Regions from separate parts of the Mus musculus genome. Here all the other regions are linked to region 1. A link is a contact called in public promoter capture Hi-C data. All regions are on one chromosome and are shown on one strand. The core of a region is the stretch at or near the end of the contact, and the rest is flanking DNA. Distances in the headings are between cores, read along the strand shown.

Region 1 (4,096 bases), core at 673-3,172:
TTTATTTTTCAGACAGGGTTTCTCTGTGTGCTGAGACTAAATGTGTATATGCTACGCGATGCTTTAGGAACTAGTTTTGGCCGGCGTGGTGGCGCATGCCTTTAATCCCAGCACTCAGGAGGCAGAGGCAGGCAGATTTCTGAGTTCGAGGCCAGCCTGGTCTACAAAGTGAGCTCCAGGACAGGCAGGGCTATACAGAGAAACCCTGTCTCGAAAAACCAAAAAAAAAAAAAAAAAAAAGAATTAATTTTGATTCTTTGTTTTGTTTTGTTTGTTTTGTTTTCCAGACAGTTTCTCTCACTGTGGACTAGCCTCTGACTCTCCAGTACCACCACCAACAGGCCCCAGTTGAAATTTAAGTAGCTCCCTGGCTGTCCCAGGCCCTCTTCCAGGGGCTCTCCTTGAGACAGGGCATGTTTAGAACAGTGTTGCACTTTGATGGAGAGAAAGAATCATCCACGACCTCTCCTGAACTTGGACATATGGAAGATGCTCACACCCCCAGCTCCTCTGCCCAAAATCCCACGAATAATCTATGGGAAAAGCAAGCCAGGTATGCAGAGGCTGAGGCTGTAAAAGGGAGAGTCTGACTCAGGTCCAGTCAAGGTCACTACCAATGTCAGACATCCATAACCATCTGTCAGGGGCTGCTCAGAGTGGGTGAGGGGTTGGACTTCAGGACTTTCCCCGAGTCTGGACTGATAACTTTTCAGAGGCATTTCTAGAGTGGCCACCCTATATCTCATCCTTGGGCCATGTCACTCACATAGTTTAACAGTTTGACTACACTCACACCCCTGGTCACTCCGGCTGAATAGACACCTCAAACACAGCCCCAAGCAGGAGCCATGTTTAACCCTGAGCTCCATGATGTAGTATGGGGCAGAGTAGCCCACGCAACCTTTGAACTAACTGTTGGCAATCAAGCGTGAACGTCTCGGACATTTTCTAAAATCCAGCCCCTGTGAGAAATGAACCACTTCAAACCACACAAAGGTGAGAATCAGAGAAGTACCCTTGTCCGTGCACTTGTCGCTTCGAATTTCATTTCAATAGTCACTGACCGCCTCCTGCTATCTATCCGTGGACCTCGAGCTAATGCCAGCCGTCTCAGCGTCACACAAAGCTCATCTGAGCCCAAAGTGTCCCAGACCCGAGGATTCCTGCATCTGGGTTCCCCAAGCTCCATTCTGTTACCGCCCATGCCCACAAGGCTTGGCTTGTTGAACCTCAGGACCTGAGCGCGACCTCAGGCTTCCAAGAGATCGCGACCGCTATGGTTTCCATGGCGCAGAACCAAATCCTGTCTATAAATCTCACGGTACCCACATTTTCTCCTTTCCCTTGGACGACAGCAACAACACTTTGGGATCTGGTGGGATATGTTGTTCTGCAAACGCTTGCCAATAGAGAAACGGAGCGCAACAGAAAAGACACAGGCATAATGCTGTTACATTAACATGCTTGCGTCACAATTCGTATGCCCTACGGACTGCAGTCTCGCTCAACAGCGCCGCTGGTGTAGTGGTATCATGCAAGATTCCCATTCTTGCGACCCGGGTTCGATTCCCGGGCGGCGCATGTTCTTTTTATTTTCCCGTTCATCTCTGAAAAGGAAGGATGCCTTGCAATCTTAAACACCATTCCAAAAAAGGTGAGGCGCAAACGCAACAAATGAGCTTTTAAACAAATACAGCTGAAAGACTCCAGGAAACCATAGCCTCTACTCGAGCCTTGTTCCTTGTCCGAAGTCACCGCTAAATCCCGGCCGCCGGAATCAGTTTCCCGCAGATGCAAACCCTTTTAGGAGTTGAGAGGCCTCCTAACAGTTATACTGTTGCAAGCGGCTGGCCCTTTCGACCACAACTCCCGTAGTGCCCCGCGCAGGAGCTGGACCACAGCTCCCGTGGTGCCCCGCGCGCATTCTGGCTGGGGCTGGCCGCACCGCTGCGATGATGATGGCTGCGGCTGCTGAGAGAAACAAGGAGCCCATCCTGTCCGTACTCCGCCAGTATGTGGATCCTGCCCAGCGCTGTGTTCGCGTGCTCGAGGTGGCCTCGGGCTCTGGACAGCACGCGGCACACTTTGCACAGGCCTTCCCGAATGCCGAGTGGCAGCCGTCGGACGTGGACCAACGCTGCCTGGACAGGTGCGGCGGCGCGGTGTCTTTCCCTTGCGGCCGCTTGGGGCTGAGTGAACGGCGGGGCTGGCAGACCGGAAATCAGGACAGGCCTAGGTTTGGGTGCCAGACTGAGGTAGTAGAAGCAATGGGCTGTAGGGTCGACAAAGATACCCGCTTGCTGCTCCTCAGGACTTTCCCCCCACACCCCGATCACTGAGGGGCCTCGTCAGCCCTTGCCCATGCGCTGCTGCTCTCCACAGCATTGCCGCCACCACCCGAGCCCAAGGGTTGTCCAATGTGAAGGCTCCGCTGTACCTGGACGTGACCTGGGAGTGGGAGCAATGGGGCGGCATCCCACCCCGATCGCTGGACCTGTTGCTCTGCATCAATATGATCCACATCAGCCCCCTGAACTGCACAGAGGTGGGGACCACTGTGGAGCCCAGCTTTCACGTTGCAAAGAGGAAAGCATGAGTCTCCAGCTCCCGGCTTACTGTGCCCTACTTGCCTTCCTCTGCAGGGGCTCTTTAGAGCAGCAGGACACCTGCTCAAAACCAAGGCTGTGCTGATCACCTACGGGGTGAGTGACCCTACCTTAAGACACCCCTATCAGCCTTGGGTGTTTCCCCACTCTTGAAGCCCAGGGCCCGGGACCTAGCTAGCCCTTTTCCTTCTTGAGTGCAGAAAAAAGTTATTCTTTCTATACTCCTATGGAAAGAACTCCATCCTATCCTGCAAACTAGCTGTGTGGGAACGACTGACTTTGGGCCTATGTATTGTGTCTTGTTCTCACAGCCCTATGCCGTCAATGGGAAGATCTCTCCCCAGAGCAACGTGGACTTTGACCTGACCCTCAGATGCAGGTCAGATCTGGCTAGGAGGTAGCTTGGCTCAGAGAGAGGGTAGGCGGGATCATAACCTCAACTCTGCAAATGCCTTCTACCTTCCTCCCCAACTGCAGGAACCCAGAGTGGGGGCTTCGTGACACAGTCCTTCTGGAGGAACTAGGCCAGGCCAGTGGCTTGGTCCTGGAGAGGATGGTAGGCAGGGCGATGTGGGGGTGGGGAGCCTCCCTGTGATTAAGAGTCACTCCAGCCTGGCATGGTGGCGCACGCCTGTAATCCCAGCACTTGGGAGGCAGAGTGAGTTCCAGGACAGCCAAGGCTACACAGAGAAACCCTGTCTCGAAAAAACCAAAAACAACAACAACAAAAAAAAAACCAAGTCACTCCAGCAAAGCGTTTTTCCAGGTGGACATGCCAGCCAACAACAAGTGCCTGATTTTTCGGAAAGAATAGCATCTCTGTCAAAAGTTGTCACGGTACAAGCTAGACCTCAGCCCCTCCCTCAGTCCTTGGGATAAATTAGCCCCTCCTGGTCTGGTGGCCACAGGGCTGTAGAGAACCTGTTCTGAAGGGGCCTTAAAATAAATCCTTTCCAGCCCACTGTGGGCTATCTATACCACATTGCTTGCTGGGAATACCTGGGAGAGGGCGAAAGGGGACCGGTCTGGGAGATGATTAGGGCTTGGGGTGGGTGTAGCTGAAGCAGGACTGAGCTGACTTTCTCCTATGTCCCTGGAGACAAGCTTGTATGTCTGTCTGAGGGCTCCCAAGAGTGAGTTGGTGCTACTTGGTGACCTCAACTAGGAACTGGAAGCTCCATCTACTGGAAGGATTCCAACTGAATAGATAGGGCTGGTGGGGGTGCGGTGGAGACAGTGCTGGTGGGGGTGAGGAGTGGGGTGGAGATAGTGTTGGTGGGAGTGGGGTGGAGATGGTGCTGGTGGGGGTGGGAGTGGGGTGGAGATGGTGCTGGTGGGGGTGGGGAGTGGGGTGGAGATAGTGTTGGTGGGAGTGGGGTGGAGATGGTGCTGGTGGGGGTGGGGGTGGGGGCGCTGCAGCTAGAAGGGACCCAGAGGCTATGACTCCCACAGGCAAGGACATTTATTCAGCAGGAAGGAGGGCAGGGATG
Region 2 (4,096 bases), core at 516-3,015, 1.2 Mb after region 1:
GGCTGGCTGGTGTTATAGCCACACCCAAGCCCGTTTTCCTCTTTGACCTGTCTCAGAGTTCGGTTAGTTCCTGAGGCAAGACCTTTCACTTTCAGTTTGCACCCTTTCAAGAGTTCCCACCCCTATGTGGGCCACCTCCATCACTGCAGGAAGCACTCTTTGAAAAGGGGTGGGGGAGGGCCGGCTCCCCTTCACCTCCCTCTTCATTGATGGAGACAGGGTGAGCAGACAGACCCTCCTCTTGCCATCCCTGAGAGCCAGGCCTCATCAAGACAACCCTCTGCTGGGCATAGTCTACCCAACGGCTCCTTCCGGGATAGGGTGCTCTTCCTGGTACCTTGTAATCCCAGGCCAGCAGGGCCAGGGGACGCTGACTTCATCCACATCTCTCTCTCTCAAAATAATAATAGTAATAATAACACCACCCTGGAGGCTTACTGTTAGAGAGCAGGAAGAGTCTCAGAAAAGCCCTCCACAGCCAGTGCTGCCCTGGCCCACCTGGCCCCCATCCAAGTCGCCTTGACTTCCCATTATGTCCACTGGCTGGGCCCAGGATGCATGTTCCTCACAACCGACCACTAGGCTGTACCTAGAATCATTCTGGGGGAGGACTGTCCGTGTCCTGGTACAGCAGGGAGTATCAACCGTATAATTTCTGTCTCTGTTCATGACCTTGACCCTCCCCTCCTTCCACATAAAAGTCCAGGGCCACCAGAACCGGGCAGGAAGGGGCGCTTCTGATGTATAGCCAGAGGCCCTGTGTGAACCATGCCTGCAGCTTCCCTTTCAGAACCTCCCAGGGAAGCCACATCAAGGCCTCCCTCCTCACCGGGTTGCCGATGGAGGTTTCTGCCCCACCCTGGGCCAGAATTGCCCAGGATTAGGACGGTGGGATTTGGCACTGGCTGCCCGTGTACCTGAATGACTCTGCTCCAGATGTGGGATGGCTCAGCCGTGCAAAGACGAAGACCCCGAAGGGCTTGCTGGCTGCTTCCAGGGGCCAAGGTTTCAGGCCTGACTGGCAGGAACTGGTATCAGTGGATTCATGGTGCTGGATGCCGCCTCGGGTTGCCTCTTGGCCCAGGAAACCTCGCGACTTTGTGACCATAGAGGAGGTCCCAGCTCCCGGCAATGACCAGCTCCCTCTAGAGGAAGTTCTCGGTGGCCGCCGGATGCAGGCGCTCAGGGAGGCTGCTGCTTAGGGGAAGGTCCTCGGCCGGGCTTGGAAGCAGCTACAGCCTCCCCTGCCTGCCCTGTCCCAGCCAAGGGGAAAAGCGTTCTGTTTTCTGCCTTTCCTGTCTCTGATTCCCGGGCCTCCTCTTCCATCTTCTCCCTCTAGTGAAAAGCAAACCACAGACAACAACAAAAACCAGGATGAGCTGACCTGCAGTCCCAGCGTTCAAGAGGCTGAAGCAGGAGGATCATGAAATAGAGGCCAGCCTGTGCTACTAACACCCTAAAAGAGAGGAGGAGGAGGGGGAAGGGGAGGAAGAAGAGGAGGAGGAGGGGCAGCTCAGAATTTGTGCTGTCCTAGATCCCTGCAGCCTGGCAGCTGCAGGGACTGATCTCAAACCCAGAGTAAACAGGAGTTTATGGATAGACAGGAGCATATGATGTCCTGTTCTCAGCGTGTGCACCCTCCTCCCCCCCCCCCCCGGCCGCCCTATCTGCCTTCAGCCAGGCTTCCACAGCCTGTGGGTGCTGTTGTGTTATGTCTCACCATCCCTCAATCTCCAGCCTTCCTCTGAGACCTGCTGAGCTGGACCCTGGCTAGCTCCCTCTACCCCTCTACCCGCTTTCCTTCCAGTAGACCCCCCCCCACCAGCCTCCAGTTATAGCCTCCCCCCACCCCCACCTCCTCTTTGCCTTCTAGAACTTCTGGAAGTTTCCAACTGGAGGTTTCTGCTAGCAGTTGGTCCTGGGCTGGCTGCCATGGCTTCTCCCTGAGTCGGGGTCCCACTCAGGATGGCAGCCCCGGCGCGGACCCCTCGGTCACGGATCTTAGGCTGCTCCTCCATGCTGCGCTTTCTCCGAAACCTGGTGGGGAGTAAGGGCGGTTCTAAGAGCACTAACAAGCCCCTGACCAGGAGCCAGCCCAGCTCCTCATGGGAGCAAGATGTTGTCTCCCCAATGATGGGCCACCAGGGAGGTCGTGGGAGGAAGGAGCCCCGGGCCAAGGTCCACTCTGCAGCTTCCTCTAATGGGAAGAGGGAGCCCCCGCCCAGGGTTCTCTCTGCAGCTCCCTCCAACCCGAGGCATGATGCCTTTGAGCTGGGCACTGGGGACTCAGGGTCCCAGACCCTCACCTCCAAGGATGTCCCGAAGCTAAGGGCCCAGGGTGTTGAGGTAACATCAGTTCCTCTCAGAGGAACCTGGGAGGTTCTGGAGCAGCTACCTGAGAAGAAAGGAGAGGAGGAGGAGCCAGTAGGGGAGGTCTCCGGGGCCTCAGACAGGTGAGGGGCTGGTGCTGCTGGTGCTAGGGCTGGTGGGGTAGCCTGATCTAGCTAGAACAGAAGGAGGATGCAGGCATGAGGGCCATGACTAGAAGCCCACAGCTGTAATGGGCTGGGGTAAGGGGTCCTGAATAGTGAAAGCCATGAGGGACAGTTAAGGGTCCCAAGGGAGGGAGGGTCAGCAAACAGGGCTGTGTGAGGAGTGGCTGGGAACTGAGGTGTGGCTTCAGAGTGGAGTACCGCCTGCCTAGCACGGTCCAGGCCTGGGTTTAGTCCCCAGCACAACAAAACACATTGGTGGCACACATCTTTCATCCCAGCACTCAGGAGGCAGAGGCAGGCAGATCTCTGCATTTGAGGCCAGCCTGGTCTACAGCTAGGGCCACACCGAGGGGTATCTTGTCTTGAAAAAACAAAGAACAACCAAAGAAAATATCCTAGAGGCTAGGAAGGGTGCACTAGAGTCTGGACAGAAGTACGCTGAAGTAGGCTCTGCTCCAGCCTGTACCCCTACTTTCCTGCCTGGCTTTCTCTCCCACTGGTCTTAGCAGCAGTTCCCTGTCTGGAAGGTGCCTAGCTCCCCACATCCTATGTCCCCCAGAGGTGGTAGGGAAACCCCTCTGTTAGCTATCCCAGGGAACAGAGCAGGTCCGTGGAGAGACTCAAGGTAGAGTCAGGCCACATTTGTGGGTGTCCCCTGACCCCACCTGACTGTGGCTTTGGGTTTAGGGAGCATTTTGGCCAGGCCCTGGAGACAGAACAAGGATGCTTACAGTGGGTTCCGGGACCACTGGCGCTCACCCCTGGGGCCTTCATCAAGGAGGAAGAGGATGAACACTGCCCAATTGAGTTTGGTAAGGATGCAGGTGGGAGGGGCAGAGGGGAGGGGAGCAGAAATGGATGCCTCTCCTCTAAGACTTCTGGGGGTGGGGGTGGGGCAGGAGCCCAGCAGGGCATGAGGCAGAATCTGAGGTTGGAACCCCACTTGCTCCACGCCGTGTCATGTGACAGAGGAGCATTGCTGGGTATCTCTGCCTACTCTCCTCACCCATAAAATGGACATGGGCAACAAGGGCCTCTGAGGCATCTAAAGATCAGTGAGGTATCAAGGGCTAGATGAAGGCTGAGCACACAGTAGGGCCTGGTACACAGTAGGCACCGTGCTGCGACTCATTCTAATCCCAGCACTTAAAGGGGCCCAAGAGAACTGAGTTCAAGCCTAGCCCAGCTTCTTCAAGGTGCTGTGCTGCAGGATATTTGATCACACCATGAACCCCAAGATTGTTTTATTTACTGAGCTTTAAAAAAACCTGGTTCTGGTTGTGGTGTGACTCAGTTGTAGCACACATCTTTAATCCCTCTGGCTGGGATACAGACAACACCTTAGTACATACCTTTACTCCCTCTGAGTGCAATACAGACATATCCTCAGCACAGGCCTTTACTCCCAAACAGTGAAGGTAAAGTGAGTTTGTAGAAGGAAGCAGCCATGTTTGAAAGTGATGTCTCATTGAGTGGCAGACAAAGTGATGAATCAGAGAAAGATTTGACAGAATGGGATCTGCCCAACTCAGAGAAGAGAGAAGAAAGGGAAGCTACTTGAGGGGCAGTGGAGAGAGAGAAGGAGGCATTTTTAACTGGGA
Region 3 (4,096 bases), core at 507-3,006, 1.1 Mb after region 1:
GGAATTGAACTTGGGACCTCTGGAAGAGCAGTCAGTGCTCTTAACTGCTGAGCCATCTCTCCAGCCCCAGGAGCTCTAGTTTTCAAAGGAGTTTAATGTCTTGACAGGAGTGCTTTGGTGTGTCTAGTCCAGGGTGTTGCTGAAAATGGAGACCTCTCTGCTACTGTAGTTTTTGTGTAGGTGTCTCAGTTAGCTTTCTAATAATGTGATAAAACTCCATGATCAAAAACAAGGTGAAATAGAAAGAACTAGTCCATGTCCAGGGATGTCAGATCAGTAACTTCTTTAGGCCATAATGGAGTGCTGTTTACTGCTCGCTCCTCTTGGCTTCCTCAGCCGGTTTTCTTACCTCATTGGGGAACCACCTTTTCAGGGGTGGCACTGGCCCACACTAGGGTTGGGTCCTCCAACATCAATCATTGATTAAGAAAAGGCTTGCTCACAGGCCAATCTGATGGGATATTTTCTCAATTGAGGTCCCCTCTTCTCAAATGAGGAGTAGCCGGTGTCATGTTGACATAAAAACTAGCCAGCACTATAAAGCTTCGTCTTTTCAGTCCGGTCTCTTCCAGGCTTAGTGGACATAGCATCACCATCCCTCCAGGGGGCAGGCTGGACCTGCTTCCATAACAGAGACTTCAGAGATTCAGATGTGGGCCCAGCACGGGGCAGAGTGGGAAGGCTTCTCATCTGTAACCCTTGACCTTGTGTGACCCTGTTTATCTGTCCACAGGTGAACCAGTGTGTCATTGGTACTGCTCAGGCTAATAAGAAGTGAAGTCGGATCCAGAGCCCTTGCAAGCCAGTGCGCATGCGTCTCTGTTTTAGTGTGTATTTATTCGGTGGGGGTGGGTGGGAGTTGAGACATGATATTACTGGGTATTTATTATGTAATAAAGAATAATCTTTTGTATGTTAATCCTTTTCTTAATCTTAGATTTTAAAAAATTGTGTGCAGTTGTTTTGCCTGAGTGTATATGCATGCACCATGTGCATGTCTCCTGCTCCAGTGAGTTCAGAACAGGGCTTCAGGTCCTTCAAGAACTGGGATTATGGAATACATGTGGGTCCTCTGCAAAATCAGTCAGTGCTCTTAACCGCCCAGCCATCTTCCCAGCCCGGCCCTTGTTACAGCTCTAAACGGTTTTATTAACTTAACGGTTTTAGCTGCCAAAGGAAGGTATTGTAAATAAATACTGTAAGCACGTAGAAATGTCCATTGTGATGTGTTTGCAGAGTGAGGCTATGGGCTTTCACTTGGTGGGGCACACTTTGCCGTCCTGATGCCTCTTCTCTACCCTTCGGCACTGGGCCCTCTTAACAATTTCTTAGGACTGCCAGGCCCCAGCCCCAGCCCAGAACAGGAATGCTCTTGTCTGGTGTGACTGCCAGTGCACTCCACAATCTCTTTCTTTCCCTGCCCACCGGTTCGAACCATGGTTCCGTGCCGCCTAGTGCCTATTGGCTGGTGTGGGCACGTCACTAACTCAGTACTAGTTCCAAATAGCCCCTTGTCCTTTCCCTCCCAGGAGGAGCAAACCTACACCAGTGCTCTCGCGGCCGGAGGAGTGGCCGTGTGCCCAGGTGCGGCGCACAGGCGGGGTTACGCGTGCGCAGAAGGGCGGGGCGACAGGCAGCGTGAATGGGGAGGGCGGTGCCGCGTGCGGAGGCGGAGCTTGGAGTGGCCACGGGGGCGGGGCAGCTAACGGATGTGGCATGGGGCGGGGCCCGGCCCTGACCTGCAGGCTAGCTGCCAAGAAGGTTATTTCCTGCTGACCCAGAGCAAGCCTCCCATCCGAAAAAGGGGCTGCAGGGATTTCCTCGACCTCCGCGACCGGCCGCGCCCCCAACAGCGCAGCGCCCTCCGGGCCCGCTGGAGGTGAGGGAGGTGCTGCCTGCCCGTCCCTCTGTCGTCTCCTCCCCCTGGTGCTCCCCACCCTCCACTCTCCTCCCTCCTTCTGTCGACTCCTCCTGCCGCTGCTGCTGCTTTGGCTGCTGCGTCATACGCCCCAGAGCCGCCAGGACGGAGGGGCTGGGCCCGGGGACCCCCTGGCCTCCGCCTGCACGCCCCCCGGCGCTCACACTCAGTCTTCCCGCACCGGAGACTCATCCAGGTCTCTTGAGTCTGACCCTACCTGGCTTCCAGCTGCCCCGGCTGTCACCGGTAAGGAGGAGGCGGGAGGCCTGGAGAGGGGGGCAGGGAGCTGGGGGTCGGTGAGGAAGAAGGGTTGGAGAGCCTCCTGGTCTCAGCTTAGGGTCTGTGCTGGGGCGACTCAAGTCCCTCCTTGGACTGACAGTGTAGGGGAGTAGAGACTTGGACAGGGACACGCCCCCCTCTTGGGGCACTCAGGGAAGTTATCTAATCCCGGGTCAGAGAGCCCCAAATTTGAGGGTGACCTAACATCACCTGGCACCAGGGTGGTGGTTCTAAATAAGACACACAGGCCTGGGGAGGCAGCTGTTTCTACTCGGGAAACGTCTTCAGAAAAGCTCCCAAAACATCTCTGGGCAACAGATTGCCCCATTTAGGATCCCTGTAAACAGCTGGGCAAGGTGAAGCTAAGCGGTAACCTTGATTCCGCAAAGATCATTTCACCTGAGTCCCTAGGAGCTGGGAAACTACAAAACGAGGCAGGGGAGATGGAAAAGAGTAGAGTCGAGAAGCTGACCAGAGCCACCCACCTTTATAGGGCTCAGGATTAGAAGACTGGGGCGTTGGAGCTGCTCCACCAGGAACAGGGTTTCTTTATCCATAAGAGAAAACAACGAGCTCAGGGAAACTTTCTCAGCACCCATAACTCTAACCATCCTATCTTGGAATAGGCCCCCCCAGGATGCAATGGCGCAGCTCCCCCGGCTGAGCCGTTTGGGTGCCCCCTCTCTCTGGGATCCAGCTTCCCCTGCTCCCACCTCAGGCCCCAGACCTCGGCTTTGGGAAGGCCAAGATGTGCTGGCCAGATGGACTGATGGGCTGCTGTACTTGGGTACCATCAAAAAGGTAAGACCCACCTCTGATCTCACTGCCTTCCCAGTCTCCAGTCAGTTCTCATTCCCATTTTAGCATCACTGGGCACCCATTCCAGGTGGACAGTGCTCGAGAGGTGTGTCTGGTCCAGTTTGAGGACGATTCCCAGTTTCTGGTTCTATGGAAGGATATCAGCCCAGGTGAGACCTTCAGACTGAAGCCTGTGACAGCAGAAGCTGGAGTGGGTGGGGACACTGGTTGTTGGTAGGCCTCCTGACACTTTGTTCCCTCACAGCTGCCCTCCCTGGGGAGGAGCTGCTCTGTTGTGTGTGTCGCTCTGAGACCGTGGTACCTGGGAACCGGCTGGTCAGCTGTGAGAAGTGTCGCCATGGTGAGAGGCCAGGATACTTAGGTGGTGCAGTCTGCCCTGGGTCTTCTGGGTTGCCACTAGCCCTGCCTTATAGCATGAGTTATGTCTCCTGTCCTGGCCAGTCTTCACCCTGTCACCACATCTCTCAGAACAGGGCGAGGGAGCCATAGATCAGGTGACCCAGGCCATGCAAAGCTGAGGGGCTTACATTACCTTTCTTAACCGTGCTTCCTTGGGCTAGGCCCTCAGCTGTGAGAAGCTTGTTGACTCACCTGCAGTGTCAGGATAACACACACAGCAGGACTTAGATGCACACAGTGGTCTACCCTCAACATTGTCCTTATTCAGCTTATCACCAGGACTGTCACGTTCCCAGGGCCCCGGCCCCTGGAGAAGGAGAGGGCGCATCCTGGGTATGCCGCCAGTGTGTCTTTGCAATCGCCACTAAGGTAAAGGTGCCTCTCTGCCCCTGTGTGGGAAGCTCCTGTGGTCTCTCCTCCGTTCCTGCCTCTCTGAGGTCTCCATCTGTCTGTCCCTCTGCAGAGGGGAGGCGCACTGAAGAAAGGTCCCTATGCCCGGGCCATGCTGGGCATGAAGCTCTCCCTGCCATACGGATTAAAAGGGCTGGACTGGGATGCTGGACATTTGAGCAACAGACAGCAGAGCTACTGCTACTGTGGAGGCCCTGGAGAGTGAGTGGAGAGGGTGTTGTCAAGCTATGGGATGGGGGTTGTTGTGGTGGCAGAGCCCGGGAAAATGGG

What was found. Promoter capture Hi-C pulls out the DNA fragments that hold promoters and counts their contacts. Capture Hi-C pulls out chosen DNA fragments and counts their contacts.
Region 2: a promoter capture Hi-C map of embryonic stem cells shows a contact between it and region 1, with 4 times the contacts expected there. The contact joins the promoter of Ggnbp1 here to the promoter of Mettl26 in region 1. A contact is called at or near these places in 8 of 39 promoter capture datasets (the C10 cell line, embryonic stem cells, hematopoietic stem and progenitor cells and 4 more) and 1 of 115 datasets of contacts at active chromatin or transcription factors (pancreatic cancer cells).
Region 3: a promoter capture Hi-C map of adipose tissue shows a contact between it and region 1, with 2.8 times the contacts expected there. The contact joins the promoter of Phf1 here to the promoter of Mettl26 in region 1. A contact is called at or near these places in 3 of 39 promoter capture datasets (the 3T3-L1 cell line, hippocampal neurons and liver), 1 of 115 datasets of contacts at active chromatin or transcription factors (pancreatic cancer cells) and 1 of 9 other capture datasets (adipose tissue).

The regions. Positions count from the first base shown.
Region 1 is chr17:25,873,578-25,877,673 of GRCm38.p6, forward strand. Mettl26 (methyltransferase like 26) reads left to right here and starts at 1,923. Exons shown (of 6, transcript NM_026686.2): 1 at 1,923-2,149; 2 at 2,383-2,545; 3 at 2,643-2,702; 4 at 2,918-2,985; 5 at 3,084-3,162; 6 at 3,373-3,586. The coding sequence starts at 1,953. The coding sequence ends at 3,420. n-TGccc7 (a tRNA gene) reads left to right here and starts at 1,511; the gene lies at 1,511-1,581. Wfikkn1 (WAP, FS, Ig, KU, and NTR-containing protein 1) reads right to left here. Exons shown (of 2, transcript NM_001100454.1): 2 at 4,051-4,096.
Region 2 is chr17:27,027,494-27,031,589 of GRCm38.p6, forward strand. It overlaps Ggnbp1 (gametogenetin binding protein 1), which reads left to right and starts at 1,766. Exons shown (of 6, transcript NM_027544.2): 1 at 1,766-2,453; 2 at 3,183-3,307. The coding sequence starts at 1,966. Bak1 (BCL2-antagonist/killer 1) reads right to left here and starts at 1,134. Exons shown (of 6, transcript NM_007523.3): 1 at 918-1,134.
Region 3 is chr17:26,931,371-26,935,466 of GRCm38.p6, forward strand. It overlaps Phf1 (PHD finger protein 1), which reads left to right and starts at 1,757. Exons shown (of 15, transcript NM_009343.3): 1 at 1,757-2,164; 2 at 2,824-2,998; 3 at 3,084-3,165; 4 at 3,261-3,356; 5 at 3,684-3,784; 6 at 3,879-4,027. The coding sequence starts at 2,840. Kifc5b (kinesin family member C5B) reads left to right here. Exons shown (of 11, transcript NM_053173.2): 11 at 734-1,209. The coding sequence ends at 778.